2 separate regions of the Cricetulus griseus genome follow, and region 1 is linked to region 2. Evidence: chromatin contacts called from public Micro-C data. All regions are on one chromosome and are shown on one strand. Each heading gives the region's core, a stretch centred on a gene start, on an enhancer-like site or on the middle of the called end of the contact. The rest is flanking DNA. Distances are from core to core; before and after follow the strand shown. Region 1 overlaps Lmnb1 (lamin-B1). Region 2 has its middle 91 kb from the start of C2H5orf63.

Region 1 (7,352 bases), core at 4,356-6,855, 310 kb before region 2:
GTAATCCACCCACTCACTGGGTGTGTGCTCAGCCAAGTAGTGCTCAAGGCAGTAAACTTGGACGTAATTCTTTCTCTCTGTCACCTTTACTTTTGTCCTTTGCTTTCTGGTGTAAATAATGTGCTGTGCCAGACATGTATGTTACCTATAAATGTATAGATTAGATCGTATGCCTTGAAGTTTATTTATTGGATTCCGAAAACTTTGTGCTCCTGAGAGCAGCATTCACTCGAAACAGAAAACAGAATCTAGAGCCATTGAGCTTCAGTGTGGAGCCGATTTCATTACTGTTATATAAAGTTGCCATTCATTAAGTAATTGCTGATGCTTGGGCTTTGTTAAAAAAAAAAAAAAAAAAAAAACTTCAAATAAACACCAAAAGCAGTTTTAACTAATTAAATTTGGAAAAAAATATATATTAATATAACTAATGAGCCTTTAACTTATATTCTCAAGCTGCTGAGTGTGACCATTAATTAGTCTTTTGTTGTCTCTTTATCTCTGTAATTGTAATCTAAGTTGGCCTTGTTTCTTAGTGTTCTGTTGCTGTGAAGAGACACCATGACCAAGGCAACTCTTAGGAAAGAAATCATTTAATTAGAAACTTACTTACAGTTTCGAAGTTTAAGTGTAACATCATGGTGTGGAGCATGGCAGCATGCAGGCTGCTGGAACAGTAGCTGAGAGCAAACATCCTGATCTGGAGAGGAGGGAGAGAGGGAGGGATGGAGGCTATTGAAATACACTTCCTCCAACCACACATACCTCCCAACCCTTCTAATCCTTTCAAATATCGCAAATCCCTGGTGAGGAAGCATTCAGTTATATTAGCCTGTGGGGGGCATTCTTACTCAAACCACGGTTTGCTTCTGTAGCCCTGCTCTCAGCAGACCTCACATGTGTAACCCAACCTGTGTAACTTCTGTGTGGGAGTTTATTTAATCTGGATGCCTTGTGTCATTTTGCTGGCATAGTTAAGGAAAGTCTGTTCTACTTGACTTTAATGAAAAACTAGCACAGGATCCATTTCCCACATCAGTGAAAATGTCACAGGGAGTAGAAGGAAGGTTAGCATTTGCGGACAAGTGATCTGCATGAGTCCTGCCAGGTCAGCTACTGAGGAGGTAGGCAAAATGTAGATTCATGAAGATTTATGCAGACTCAGAAAAGACAGAAGAGAGGAAAAAGTCCAAGGTGTTGGAGGTTTTGCGCTTGTGATCACAGATGATAGTAGAGTTCCAAAGAGGGGAAAGCGTCAAAAAAATCCACGAGAGGGAAAAGGATTGGAGCAACCAAGCACAGTGACAGTGATCCAATACCCTTGGGACTGATAACCTTCAGTTTTTAATTATTAGCAAGTCACAAGGAGTGAGTTTTTCTAGGCAAGTGACGCTGAACAATACTCCAACAAAACCTTTTTGTCTTATGTTATCTGCACATCTGTGCACCGCACCATGCAGTACCTGTGGAGGCCAGAAGAGGGCATAGGATCCCCTAGAACTGAAGTTATAGAGGGCATCCAACTCAGCTAGATAGGAGAATTACTTTAAAATTGCAGAGCTAAGTGAGAGATTCTTAATTGTTTACAGGCTTAGATCAGCTTTTTGGCTTTTTTTTGTTGTTTGTTTGTTTTTCTATTCTTAAAAACTCTGCTGCAGCTAGTATAGAAACTCAGTTGTGGGATTCGTTGAGGTAAGCCCTTAATGCTAAGAGTGAGGCATGACCAGGCCCTTTTAAGTAGGTAATACAGACCTTTAGTCTCTATTTGAGAGGGTTTGTGTTTAGAACATCACGATATTGTTAGTTCTCACTCTTCCTTCTGTTTCCCACTCAGGGAGCCCCAAGAGCGTCCAACAGAAGCTGTGCCATTATGTGAACTCGTCAAGACAGAAGCATGGTAACCCTGTATACAGTGCAGAGCCTTCTCAGAAGCACACGATATTTTTCTATTTCCTTTATGTGAATTTTTTAAGCTGCGAATCTGATGGCCTTAATTTCCTTTTTGACACTGAAAGTTTTGTAAAAGAAATCCTATCCATACACGTTGTTGCAAGATGTGAATTATTGACACTGAACTAACTGTACTGTTTGGAAAGGGGCCCTCAAGTTTTTGGCATTTTTTTTTTTTTATATGTGTGTATGTATTTTTTTTTTTTTAAGTTCTTTTAAGGAGGGGAGGGTAAGTATACCACTGCGTGTCCGGGCATAATTGGAAGATTGCTCTATCTAGTCGGGCAGTCTGCTCTTGTTCATTCTCTGCTATATATAAAACGGTGCTGTTCGGGCGGGGGGAAAGCAATTTTTTCAATATATTGAACTTTTGTATGGAATTTTTTTGTAATAAGTGATCAAGGTTACAAATTCTTTTTAAATAGAAAAGAGAAGAACATTTTTGTAAGAAGGCAATATTAATCCAGACATCATGTAAGCACTCTGGATGGAGGTTCCGCAAGTCTGTTGTATGTTCAGCCGTTTCTCTTAAATTCTTGATTCCTGAGGGACGGGGCAGGTGGGGTTAGGGTGGGGGAGGGGATTTTCTTCAAATGCTCTAGTTGTGTTTTTTAAGATAGTGTAACACGCTTACATTTCTTATGCAACATTAACGAATAAAAAGCTGTTTACTATTACTCTGTCGACTCTTTTTAACTCTTTAGATCAGCGGTTCTCAATCTGTGGGTCTGGACCCCTTTGGGGAGATTGTCCAATGACCATTTCAAGGGGGTTATATGTCAGATATTTACATTGTGATTCATAACAGTAGCAAAATTACAGTTATAAAGTAGCAATGAAATAATTGTATGGCTAGGGTCACAATAACCTGAGGAACCTGTATGTATTAAAGGGTCACTGAGGCATTAGGAAGGTTGAAAAGCAATGCTTCAGACAGACCTTGACAGGTTAGAAAGGTTTTAGTTTTGATTGGCTTGTGTGACTGGACTTTTCAATGATGTGTTCACAGTTGAGGAAGGTGATAGTTCAGACTCCTCGGTGCTCCGTTGTCAGTAGTAACGGAATGGTCGACTCACTTAGCATGGGCTTATCACCAATGGCTTTCAAATTTAACACAGAAGGTGTACATAGAGTCTGTTTTTACTCTCCTGTAACATAGAAAGGGGAAAGGATTCATTTAAGAACCCCCTGCTGGAAGAATAACTGAAGGACAGTGAATGGAGCCTGCCGGGGCAGGTGGCCCTTATCTGTGCTGATTGCTGGGGCATCACTGGTTGTGGACTTCAGGATTTCTGTCCTGTGATTGCTTTAGCAGAGTTGGTTCATCTTGGAGCAGAATGTCGGAACCCTCCCTAGAACACATGGATGATATTTCAGAAGCTAACCCAAAGCCAGTGTTTGCTCTCCTCTTAAAATATTCCTCCAGAAAGCTGTGTAAAGACTACCAGCGTTCACTTGAAAATAACTCACAAAGCCCCAAATTACTGTGTTCCACAGATTTACTGCATGCACCGCTGCTGTCGCAGACACAAGATAAATGCTGGGTCAGAAATTCTGTCTGCTGAAGCAGATGAAATGATAACTTCTCAGCACAGATTTATCTTCTGAATGGCTATACGGAAGACAGCCAAACGTGGTTGTGAAATATTTTGTCACAAGATGGGGTTCTTGTCATCATAGTATATCCCAGGTTCTTTACTGCCAGATTAATTATGCTATAAAAACCAACACTTTAGGTAGGCACTGAGGGAGAAAATGGTGGTTGTAACACAGGAGAATATTATGTGATCCTGTGAAATTATAATAAAGATCCAGGATTTAATTAACCAAAGTAGTTTGGAGCGTCTGGCCGTTTTCAGGGATCAGCTGCTGTGAGCCTGTGCTGTGGATTTTGGGGTGCTGGGGCGCTACACCTGCATCTCCATTGGTGGAGGCCAGGCAGAGGGCACACTCGAATATACTTTGAAATTATCTTTTTAAAAGAACAGGGTTTCTCTGGAGCTTTGGAGCCTATCCTGGCACTCGCTCTGGCGACCAGAGCTGTCCTCGAACTCACAGAGATCCGCCTGCCTCTCCCTCCCGAGTGCTGGGATTAAAGGCCAGCGCCACCAACGGCCGGTTGAAATTATCTTCTTATAACAGGTGGCAACTCGTTTTTCCCCCTGGGTTTGTCTTTCTTGCTGTTTTGACCTTCATGTCTAGCTTATTTTCATTCTTCTGACCCTCATCTTATGTTCTTATTTGTTGGAATGCATGTCACCGTTGTTCCCTGTCCCCCAGTCCAGTATTTGAAGATGGAGTATTGAACCTCTCCTTGCTTGCCTTTTAGATTTCTCTGTGCAGTGTTTAGTGAGTCCTTGGTGCTTGTCTCACTAATTCTACTCTTAGCCCTGTCCACCTTGGCATTTGTCCAAGCCATTGAGTTTGCCTTTGATTCTCTTCTAAAGGGGGAGGGAAGGGGAGGAGAGAAGGAGGGGCGAAGGGAGTGAGTGTAAGCTAGCGGACAACCTTGGGTATCATTCCCCTGGAGCTGCCAACCTTATTTTGAGATAGGATCTCTCCTTGAGACCGGGAATCCCCGAGGATCCTCCTATATTGAGTTCTTGGCATTGCTTATTTTTATGGTATAGGTACATTTGTTGACTTCCTAATAATAGATGGTTTGCCTCTTGGGGTTTTAGGATTGTGACCCCTCCACAGCAAGAGTGGCTGTTTTGTTAGAAGTCCTAGGATTTTGACAGTATTAGATCTTGTGCCATGCTACTGAACAAGCTTTAGCTAATTCTGTGTTACCAGTCTTAGAGTGGAAGGCAGGGCTTGCCCTTGCCTTTTAATTTATTGTCATATACATATGTGTGTAGATATGTGTGGGCTTACCAATACCATTTAATTTATTGTATATATGTGTATAGATATGTGTGGGCTTGCCTATACCATTTAATTTATTGTCATATACATGTGTATAGATACGTGTGTTCATTTTTAAGGAGTAATTATTCTAAGTCATGTATCTATTGACTTATGCATCATCTTAACTTACTATCATTATGTTAAAGAAGTTTATTTGAATGTTCCTTGGCCAACATGCATTTTAAAATGAGAAAGGATCTTACCCTGAACCTCTCTCATGAGGTAGCTTGCACTTCAGAAGGCTGTGTGGAGGAGAGTGTCTGGTCCTGAAGCAAGGGCTTGACATTTTTATGTATGGCAAAACCTAGGATTCTGACACTGGGGCCGTTGTGCTGACTGAAGCAGCAACAGTACTGACAGAAGTGTGATTTAGAATTCCTATTCTTCTGTTTGGCTGCCTTTCGAAAGGGGTAATCATCCAAACTGATGGGAATGGAAAACTTCTTAGGTAAAATAAGAAAGAAGCAAAATTTAGAGAAGTTGTATCACATTGCTGGAGGATTGACATTTCACTTTAATTGTTGTGTAGGGAAGGATATCTAATGCACAGGGAATGGTCTGGGGGTGGGAGCTGCTGGGCTGGGCTGCTTTGGAGGGGTCAGAGAATAGTACACAGAGAGGCATCAGCGCCAGTTTGCCCTGGAGACCTGCACAGGCCCGGGGTGTGAAATTGTCCCACTCCCTACCTCCTACTGCTCACTTCCACAATAGTGCTTTCTCTTTCACTTTCAACAGCTCAGTAAATCCTGTCCTTGGCTGACATTTCTTCAGAGCAAAGTGCACCTCTCAATTTCAGGAGACAGCTTGCCCAGTAGCTTAATGACTTTATAACAATAAAACACAGTCTCCCAGATTTATATGCAAGTGCCTTCTTCCACCAGGGCTTCCCTGACGGCCACTCTGTTCTTTTCCACTGGCTTTTTAGACTCACTGTGCTTCTGTGGGTTGCCACATGAGCTTGGGGTTGGCTCTTAAAGATTCCTCATTTGTATGCTCTTTTAAGCAAAATTGGTGTTGGTTTCTTTGACTTAAACCCTCACTAAGGAGACAGCTCAGTGGATAAAGGTGCTCACCTAAGCTGACTTCCTGAGTTCCTACCCACTGGGTGGAAAGAAAAACTGGCTCCCCCAAACTGTCCTGTGACCTCCACACACTTGCCTTGGTGCATGAGGGCACAAAAAATAAGAACAATTACAATAAGCCCACTCTCTGAAGCTCCACTTAATGACCTACTTGCTCAGCTCCCCAACCCCCTGCCAGCCTCCATGAGTCTGCTTTGGGGGAGACCTCACTGCAGTGTGACGGGGCAGGGATACCTGTGCCCATGTTTTGTTTTCCTCAGTCTTGTGACTCATCCACAGCAAATATTCTCAAACTCTCGGAGTTGGTTGGTTGGTTTTGCTTTGAGTTTGGATCTCTGTAACCCAGGGCACTGCAAACTCCCTTTCCTGCCTCCCTTTTCTGAGGTGTGGGGGTCATGACATGTACTCCACCCCCCAATTTAGGCATATCTGCCAATCCCCTTGTGGTCCTGGGACCTAAATCTGGCCTCAAGTCTTAGCCACTGAGTGTTGTGTATACACCGGAGGGGCAGCTAACTCCAGTTGGCTTTCTGGCTTAGTGGCTGGAAAGGCTCTCCAGATAACTGTTCATTACCCCATTCCCAAACAGAATGCCAGCTCCGGTTTTCTCCATCTGAGCCAGGGAGCCTCCTGGCTCAAGCTGCCTGTAACAGCACCAGGCTTTTTGACTTGGATCCTGCCATTCATATGTTCTGGCCCAGTTCCTGAGGCCATGACCCCGCCTTCATCATTTGGCTGCCTGTTTCCCCCATTCCCTTGTTCTAGAAGGGGGAGGGGAAGCAAAATTCCTGTGCATTTTCCCAGATGACAAGTCAGACCATTTCTCCTTAAGTTTTTGTTAAGAGATTGAATGCAGAGGTAGAGTGGGGTAGGGTGACAGACATGGGGCCCACAGTCCAGAATGCTCATTCTTCATTATAAAAGAAACAGTGGTCTGGGTTCTACCCCAGAAGCTACCATGGAGCTGACAGGAAAAGTGCCAGTACCAGGCCTGGAAGGGGCTTTTCTATGGAGAAAGAAAAATGCTGAGGGCACCAGGATGATCTTACCCCAGAATCCTGAGACAAACCTGAGGTGGAACTCTTGGGTTTATGCCTTGCAGCTGGGGGGAACACTTGGAGCACAGGCTCCTGATTCGTGGTTCTCACATGGGGTGGGAGACAGAAAAACCACCCAGAAGAGAGGATGGTGGGTAGGGCCACATTCATTGAATGTTAACTGTCATTGTCACTAAATGCTTCCTGACTCAAACCTATTCCTCATTAGCTAGTGGTACTCTTTTGCAGATAGGATTCTGAATGGGCCCAAAAGATGTCATTTACTCATTGTCCCCTCAGCACTCATTGAGGATTTGGCCTCAGGACTACCAGAGGGGAGGTTTCTTTGTGACCGGCTGCATCTGTCCTTGAC
Region 2 (6,522 bases), core at 2,646-5,145:
TATAATTCTTCTCATCTCAGTTGGTTTGGCAGTCAGCCTTGGAAAGGGCTGGAAAAATAAAGTGCCACATGGGAAGAAGACAAGGTCTAGGCCAGGAGGGATGGAGTTGGGAAGCTGGATTCTTCCAGGAAGGAAAAGTAAGGCTGACTGCTCAAGTAAGCAGTCTGTACCTGCTGTGGTGTGGGAATGACCTCATGGTGTCCTGTGTTTGTTGTTCCACTTGCCCTCCATGGTCATTTCTTTAATGGTTAAAAAAAATGGAGAGTTGTAAATGTGCTTCTGGGAGTTTCACAAAAGCCTTAACTGTACCTAATGATGCTTATACGAACATTATATCTAAGTGTGGTACACCAGAAAGGTTTCGAATCATGAGCATGGAAAATGATAGTGATCTTTCTTTGAATTTGATCAAGACTCTTGACTAACTTGCCTGTGATAGTCTTGAAACTGTGTGTGTGTGTGGGGGGGGAGGGGTTGTAACATTTTAACACTTGATTGAATTAGCATATCCAATGGGTGCTGATTAGTGGGGCAAGGTATCTAATGGGGTCACTCAGCTCTGTCCTTGTCTAATGAAGATATAAGAAATATGCTAGTCAAATTTTTAGATAACACTCAGTTGGCAGTGATAGTTCATGGGCTAAAGAACATATGGGAGGATTAGGGTCTAAGGGCATCTCAACAATCTGAAGTGATGAACAGGACCAGGTGGCAGGGAGGTTGGTGGTGGACAAATGGCTAACCTGTGCTGGCATCACAGAGGCCAGGCACTGTCACTAGAGGGATTTAACTACCATTGTTTTATTTCTTCCATTCATTTGTTCAGCAGATATTTTCAAACTCTCCCTTTGTTCCAGGCTGGTGACTTACACACGAACAAGAAATAATTCCTTGCTTTATGGAAATAATTACGATGTTACAGTAAAGGATGGCACAGGCAATGGTAGAATAAATTAGTGTCCATCGGAATGTGTCATGTTCACAATTAGGGAAGCTTACCTCCGGAAGCTGACTGAGGCCGGAAAGTCAGAGGGTGGATATGAGTTAGCTCACCCGGCAAAGGGGAGAGAAAAGAATTTTCCAGGAAGTGGGAGCACATGTACAGCTCTTCAGGTAACACCAACTAAACGACTGCAGGATCAGAAGTAGGTTTATTTAAATTGTGGTGTAGAGGGCGTGGGGTAAATAATGAGGCTAAAACTGGCGAGGGAGGAGTGGGTGGATGTTGGAAGGTTTTGCAGTTCATTTGAAGCTTGGATATTGTTTTTTTGGGATGGCAAACCCACATTTGAATATGGGTGTAGGAGAAAGGTTCAAAGGGACAGCTGAGAAGAAACGAAGCCATTTTCTGTTTTGTAGGGGGTATATGTTTGGGAAGAAATAGATTAGGTCATTTTTAGATTTGTTGAAATTGAGGTAATCAGAGATTGTCTATGTGGCTGATGTCTGGTAGCCAGTTGGGTAGAGGAATCCAGGAATCAAAAGAGAAGTTTGAGCTGATGATAAAGATTTGGGGAGGAACTTCGAGAGCCAATAACAGAGAAAATTTGTTTGGCTTTTATTTTCATAAAAATGAAGAAATGATTATCCTAGATTGTGACGCAGAATGACACAGGGACTAAAATCTCTGGCTTTGACTGGTTCTGGCCCTGAACCATTCAAGCCACAGGAACAGAAATTTCTGGTTTATGTCTTTGAGTTTCAAATTTTTCATCCTTAAGTTGTGGATATAATAATGTTATATATAGCACAGCAGTTTGTTAATTAGTGTGTGTGTGTGTGTGTGTGTGTGTGTGTGTGTGTGTGTGTTCATGTGCCCATTGGCGCATGCCTATTGAGGCTAGAAGAGATTGTTGGGTCCCCTGGGACTGGAGTTCCAGGTGGTTGTGAGCTGCACAGTGTGGGTGCTGGGAACTGAACTTGGGTCCTCAGAAAGAGCAGCAAGTGCTTCACCACTGAGATTCTCCCCAACTCCTCCATAACACTTAGGTAAGAATAAAATACAATGCAATGGTAAGCACTGTTATCTGGCATGCATTTTCCTTGTGTTTGTATGAACTCTCTTTAAGAGGGTCTGAAGTACTGTTTTGCTCTGAGGAGGGCCTGAAACTCTATCACACAATTGAAGTTTCTGGGATCAATCAGTTTCATATACGGCAGCTTTGGATACAACTCTCAAGTACACGAAGGACTTCCAAAAGAAAAAGGAGTTAGAATTATCCCATGAGTCCCAGGGAAGAAACAGGATGAAGTGGCTGAAGTTGCAGAAAGACAGGCCTCAGCCAGTATCTTGGGAAGCTTCTAACAAGTAGAGCTCTCCAAGGATAGAAAAGCATGGCTCTTATTTTTTTTTTTTTCAGTAAGTAGAGATTCCACATCTAAATCCAAGACCCCATGACTGTTGCTGGGGTTGGAGACCGATGTAGTTTTACAAACTGTCAGGGTCCACCTGATCTGAATAGGATGTTTCTTTAAGGCCCAGGGATTCTAGCAAAGCTCATGGATGGCAGTTTATGAGCATTACACTGTGACATTCATGCTCACACGTATTCTCTAGCCATAAAAGTGATCTTTTTTTCCCTTTGGGTAGTTGAGGCTAAGATGTTTTAGAGAAAACACCTCTCACATGGAATGGCATTCTACAACTGCCTGGCCTCTGTGTCCCAAAGGCACAGAGCACAGGGTCACAGGTAGAGGGACCACACTTTCAGAGAGAGGTTTTGTGAGGTTTTGCTTTCCATTGACCCCTCTGTTGCTTCCCTTAAAGCATCCCTCTTCTCCACCCCAGCAACTGAGAACACGCCCCCCCCCCCAAACCCTCAGCCTTCCCTTCAGGGTACAACTTCAGGAAACCACCGTGGTAAATAATAAATTAGAGGAGGGCAAGATTTTTAAAATCTTCCCCAGCCTGGGTTTATTTCCTGGTAGTAAAATGGAAGGAAAGCAGAATGCACCACTGTGATTTACAGGCACCCTGCCCTCCTTCCCTTCCGAGATTTGCTAGTTGCATCTTTGTGCTGCGCTTGACATTTATGATGTAAGGTATTAATATCTCAGAAGAGGAGCTCTTGTGCTAATTATTCAGACCTGCTCTGACAGTGTACTGGTGAGCAGCACTCGTATGTCAGAGCCCATCTACACATTAAGTCCTTCACCTAAAGGAGGTGTGAATTACGAGGCACCGTGGGCTGGAGCTATAGAGACTTCACAGACTGTCTGTGGCGGCATGTTAGTAAATCAGTCCTGATGAGACTGCTGAGAAGCAAGCCGTACCTCCCTGATAAATAGAATGCCCAGGAAGCCTTTGAATCAAGCTTTGAATCAGACAAAAAGAGGGCAACTGCCCATCTAAGAACTAACTTTCCTTAGTCTAGACAGGAAAACACTTGGATCCCTGTCTAATTCTTCAGGTGTCAGATGTGCCTTGTTTCCAGTAGCTATTTGTAATATTAACCATTCTAACAGCATCAAACAGACTGGATTTTTACACTTGATAAATTTTTGATGTGGGACCTTTGAAAAATGCAGTGGGATGTCCCCCTCCCCCCTCCTCCGGTTTCTCCCCAGAAGCCAGTGTTAATTTGCAGATGCCAACACATGACTAACGATTTTATCTCAGAAGATTAATACATATTAAATGCTCCCGGGCCACAGGACTCAAGGCTAGATAGCCTTCCTGTGTGAGAGAGTCTGGGCCGTGTGTTTGATAGACAGGCTCACTGTGGTCTCCTCACAGGGATGGGGTTGGCTGTTAATTGGTCAGTGAGTCAGCCTGGTGAAGCTGTCAGCCCAAAAGTCTGCTCCTTCTTCCTTGCCAAAGAAAACTGTGCTCAGTCCTAGTTGATTAACTGTGATTGGCTGACAGTAATGGTAAACTAAATTCTCTTGCCTGTGATTGGCTTAGAAAGAAAAAAGTAACTTAGCCCTGGCCCAAGCAGTATAGGAGTAGGGAGGGAACTAGAGAGTTGGAGAGGGAACAATGGGCTCTGAAAAAGAAGTAAAAGGAGACCACCGTGTGGGAATTACTACTTTTGGTCTCTATTGATTTCTTTCCTGATGTTGGATATGGTAGTGTAAAATCTGGCACCTGGAACCAGCAGGTGTGTTAGCAGCGGAGGGAGACCATAGCCAGTGCTTGCACAGCAGAGCAGAGAGATGGAGAGATCCTAGGATCTCAATGACATCATCAAGTCACCAGTTTATCCTGTTGCATTTTTGTTGAGAGTGGAGTGTAACATCACCAAGACCATCAGTTTCTTAATCACAGTATTTGTTGAGGAGTTTTCTTAAAGCTATTATTCTAATGGCTTCTCTCATCAGTTGTTTGTCTTTCTATGGCTTCAGTTATCCACAGTCAACTGTGCTGCGAAAATATTATAGTGAAAACTTCCAAAAAATAAATACAAAGTGAAAAATTCCCCCAAGAGGAATTCCTAAGCTTTAGCATTCTAAGTAGATGATGAAATCTCACGATGACACACTGAGGCTGTGACTCACACCTCTGTCCAGCATACTTCATGGAAACAGTCATTGAACACGTGCTTTCTGTCTGGTTCCTCCATTCGGTGTTTTCAAGGTCTTGTCTACGCTGCGCCATGCTGTGGTGTGTACCGTTCTCCACTCACGATTATGGGTGGATAATATTTCACATTCATTTCCATTGACTTCATTAGTGTATACTGTATGCTTCAGTACTCTTAAAAAAGATATATTTAAAGTTATGTAGATTTATGTGTCTGTATGTGAGTATGTATTTGTGAGTGCAGTGCCCTGGGAGGCCAGAAGAGGCTGTCGGCTCCCCTGGAGCCAGAGTTATAGGTAGTTGAGAGCTGCCTGACATGGGTACTGGGCATAGAACTTGGATTCTCTCTAAGAGCAGTGTACAGGTAACCGCCATGTCATCCCTCCAACCCCAAAACATTAATAAAAAAAATAAAAAAAGGAATGTGTTTGAGGGGCTGGCCCTTGAGCCATGGTGCCTGTGTGAAGGTCAGAGGAAAACTTGTAGAGTTGATTCTCTTCTACCCTGTGGGATCTGGGAATTGAATTCAGGCCACCAGGCAGCCATTATTATGAACCACCTCCCCCACCCCAACACACTTTTTCTGAGACAAGCTGTTGCCATGTAGCCCGTGTTGGACTTGAACTCAAGATTCCCCTGCTTCAGCCTCCCAAGGGTTGGGACTCCAGGTGTGTGTCACCATACCCAGCTGTAAACAACTGTGCATTTTTTCCAAGGCCCCTTTAACACTTACGTTAGGTGGATCTAGGACTGTAGAGATTTCTTTGATTTTAGTTTTTCTGTCACATTTTTTATTTCTTCTTGCTTTATTTTGATAGATTTTCTTGATTATATTTTTCATGCCTCTTGTTTGTCATAGATAAAAGGTTTTGTTTTGTTTTTTGTTTTTTTTTATAAACCACCCTTTCTATCTCTAGTAACTCTTGTCTTCAGGTTGTTCCTTTATAAAAACAATGAGTGTTCTGTTGTACTTTGTTTTCCTGTCACTTAGTTCACATTTAATAAGCACCTATTTAGAGACCCTAGCCTGATGTAAGATGTCTCCGAATGTCCTGCCAGGGAGATGCCTGGTGTCTCCTCACGTAGACATAACCATTGTGTTCTGAATTAAGTACAACTACTTTCTTATTGGATGCCTGGCCCGGTGTGTCCAAGGCCTAAGTCAGGGCTATTCCTGATTCTGAGTCAGCCACATTAGCCTGCTGTCTCTGCTGGGGTGGAGTCAATCTTTCTGTTGGATACCCTGCTCTCTGACACAACATGTTGGACGCTGTGCAACAGGGCAGATGACAACCTCTGTGAACTTTCCTTTCATGGGTTGTACTTCTTTAAGAAGTATGGGTTTTCTGAATTTACCGACAAGATTCATCCTGCTAAGGCATTTAGATGGATGATTTTTGATAAACACATGCAGGCATATTCTAGCCACCATAATCAAAACAGAACAGTTTCACCAACTCCCAAAGATTCCTTGACTCCTTTCCATCATCTCCCAGTGTGGCTGATGATTTCCTCAGGTGTTTAGTGTCAATCCATGGAGTATTATCAGGGGTGCCCGGCCCACCCCTTCCCCTCACCCCTGCTGCTACAACCTGAGTGAACTTCCCTGGAGAGGGATGACATGAGCTCTGTGGGTGGGACTGTGCTTTAGGACTATGGGCGTGGAGTAGGAAGGCAGCTTGTTTAGCAGGTCAAATTCCATGGTCTCTAATTGCTTTGATGCAAAAGGATTGGAATGCAGTGGGAGGGGCTACCTGGACCAGGTATTTCATAAAGTATCCCTTGATTAGTTACACTGAGCCCTGCTCCTTATCCCATTATTTCTGACTTCTGTCTCTCCTGAGGTAGAGAAATGGTTTTACCTACACTGTAGGCTTTCCAAAGCTGGGCCCTTTGCTCTGGGTTAGCCAATAACCCATACTGTCTTCTTTATTGTTGCCAAGATATTCATCAAAAAGTATTTCTCACTGATGGCTTCAATACTATCCTGCTTCAATCTT

What was found. Hi-C and Micro-C count contacts between places; a contact is called where the count stands out from the background.
Region 1: a contact with region 2 is called in a Micro-C map of the CHO-K1 cell line, with 6 times the contacts expected there. The contact joins two enhancer-like sites. A contact is called at or near these places in 7 of 8 Hi-C or Micro-C datasets (the CHK-Q cell line, the CHL-YN cell line, the CHO-K1 cell line and 3 more).

What each region holds. Positions count from the first base shown.
Region 1 is chr2:182,169,849-182,177,200 of CriGri-PICRH-1.0, reverse strand. It overlaps Lmnb1 (lamin-B1), which reads left to right. Exons shown (of 11, transcript XM_027400930.2): 11 at 1,835-2,271. The coding sequence ends at 1,876. Among named protein-coding and RNA genes, the nearest start is that of Lmnb1, 41 kb to the left of the region's middle. Within about 2 kb of position 5,605, at least 1 of the 6 cell types and tissues checked has open chromatin away from gene starts, as enhancers often do.
Region 2 is chr2:181,859,039-181,865,560 of CriGri-PICRH-1.0, reverse strand. No RefSeq gene overlaps it. Among named protein-coding and RNA genes, the nearest start is that of C2H5orf63, 91 kb to the left of the region's middle. Within about 2 kb of position 3,895, at least 2 of the 6 cell types and tissues checked have open chromatin away from gene starts, as enhancers often do.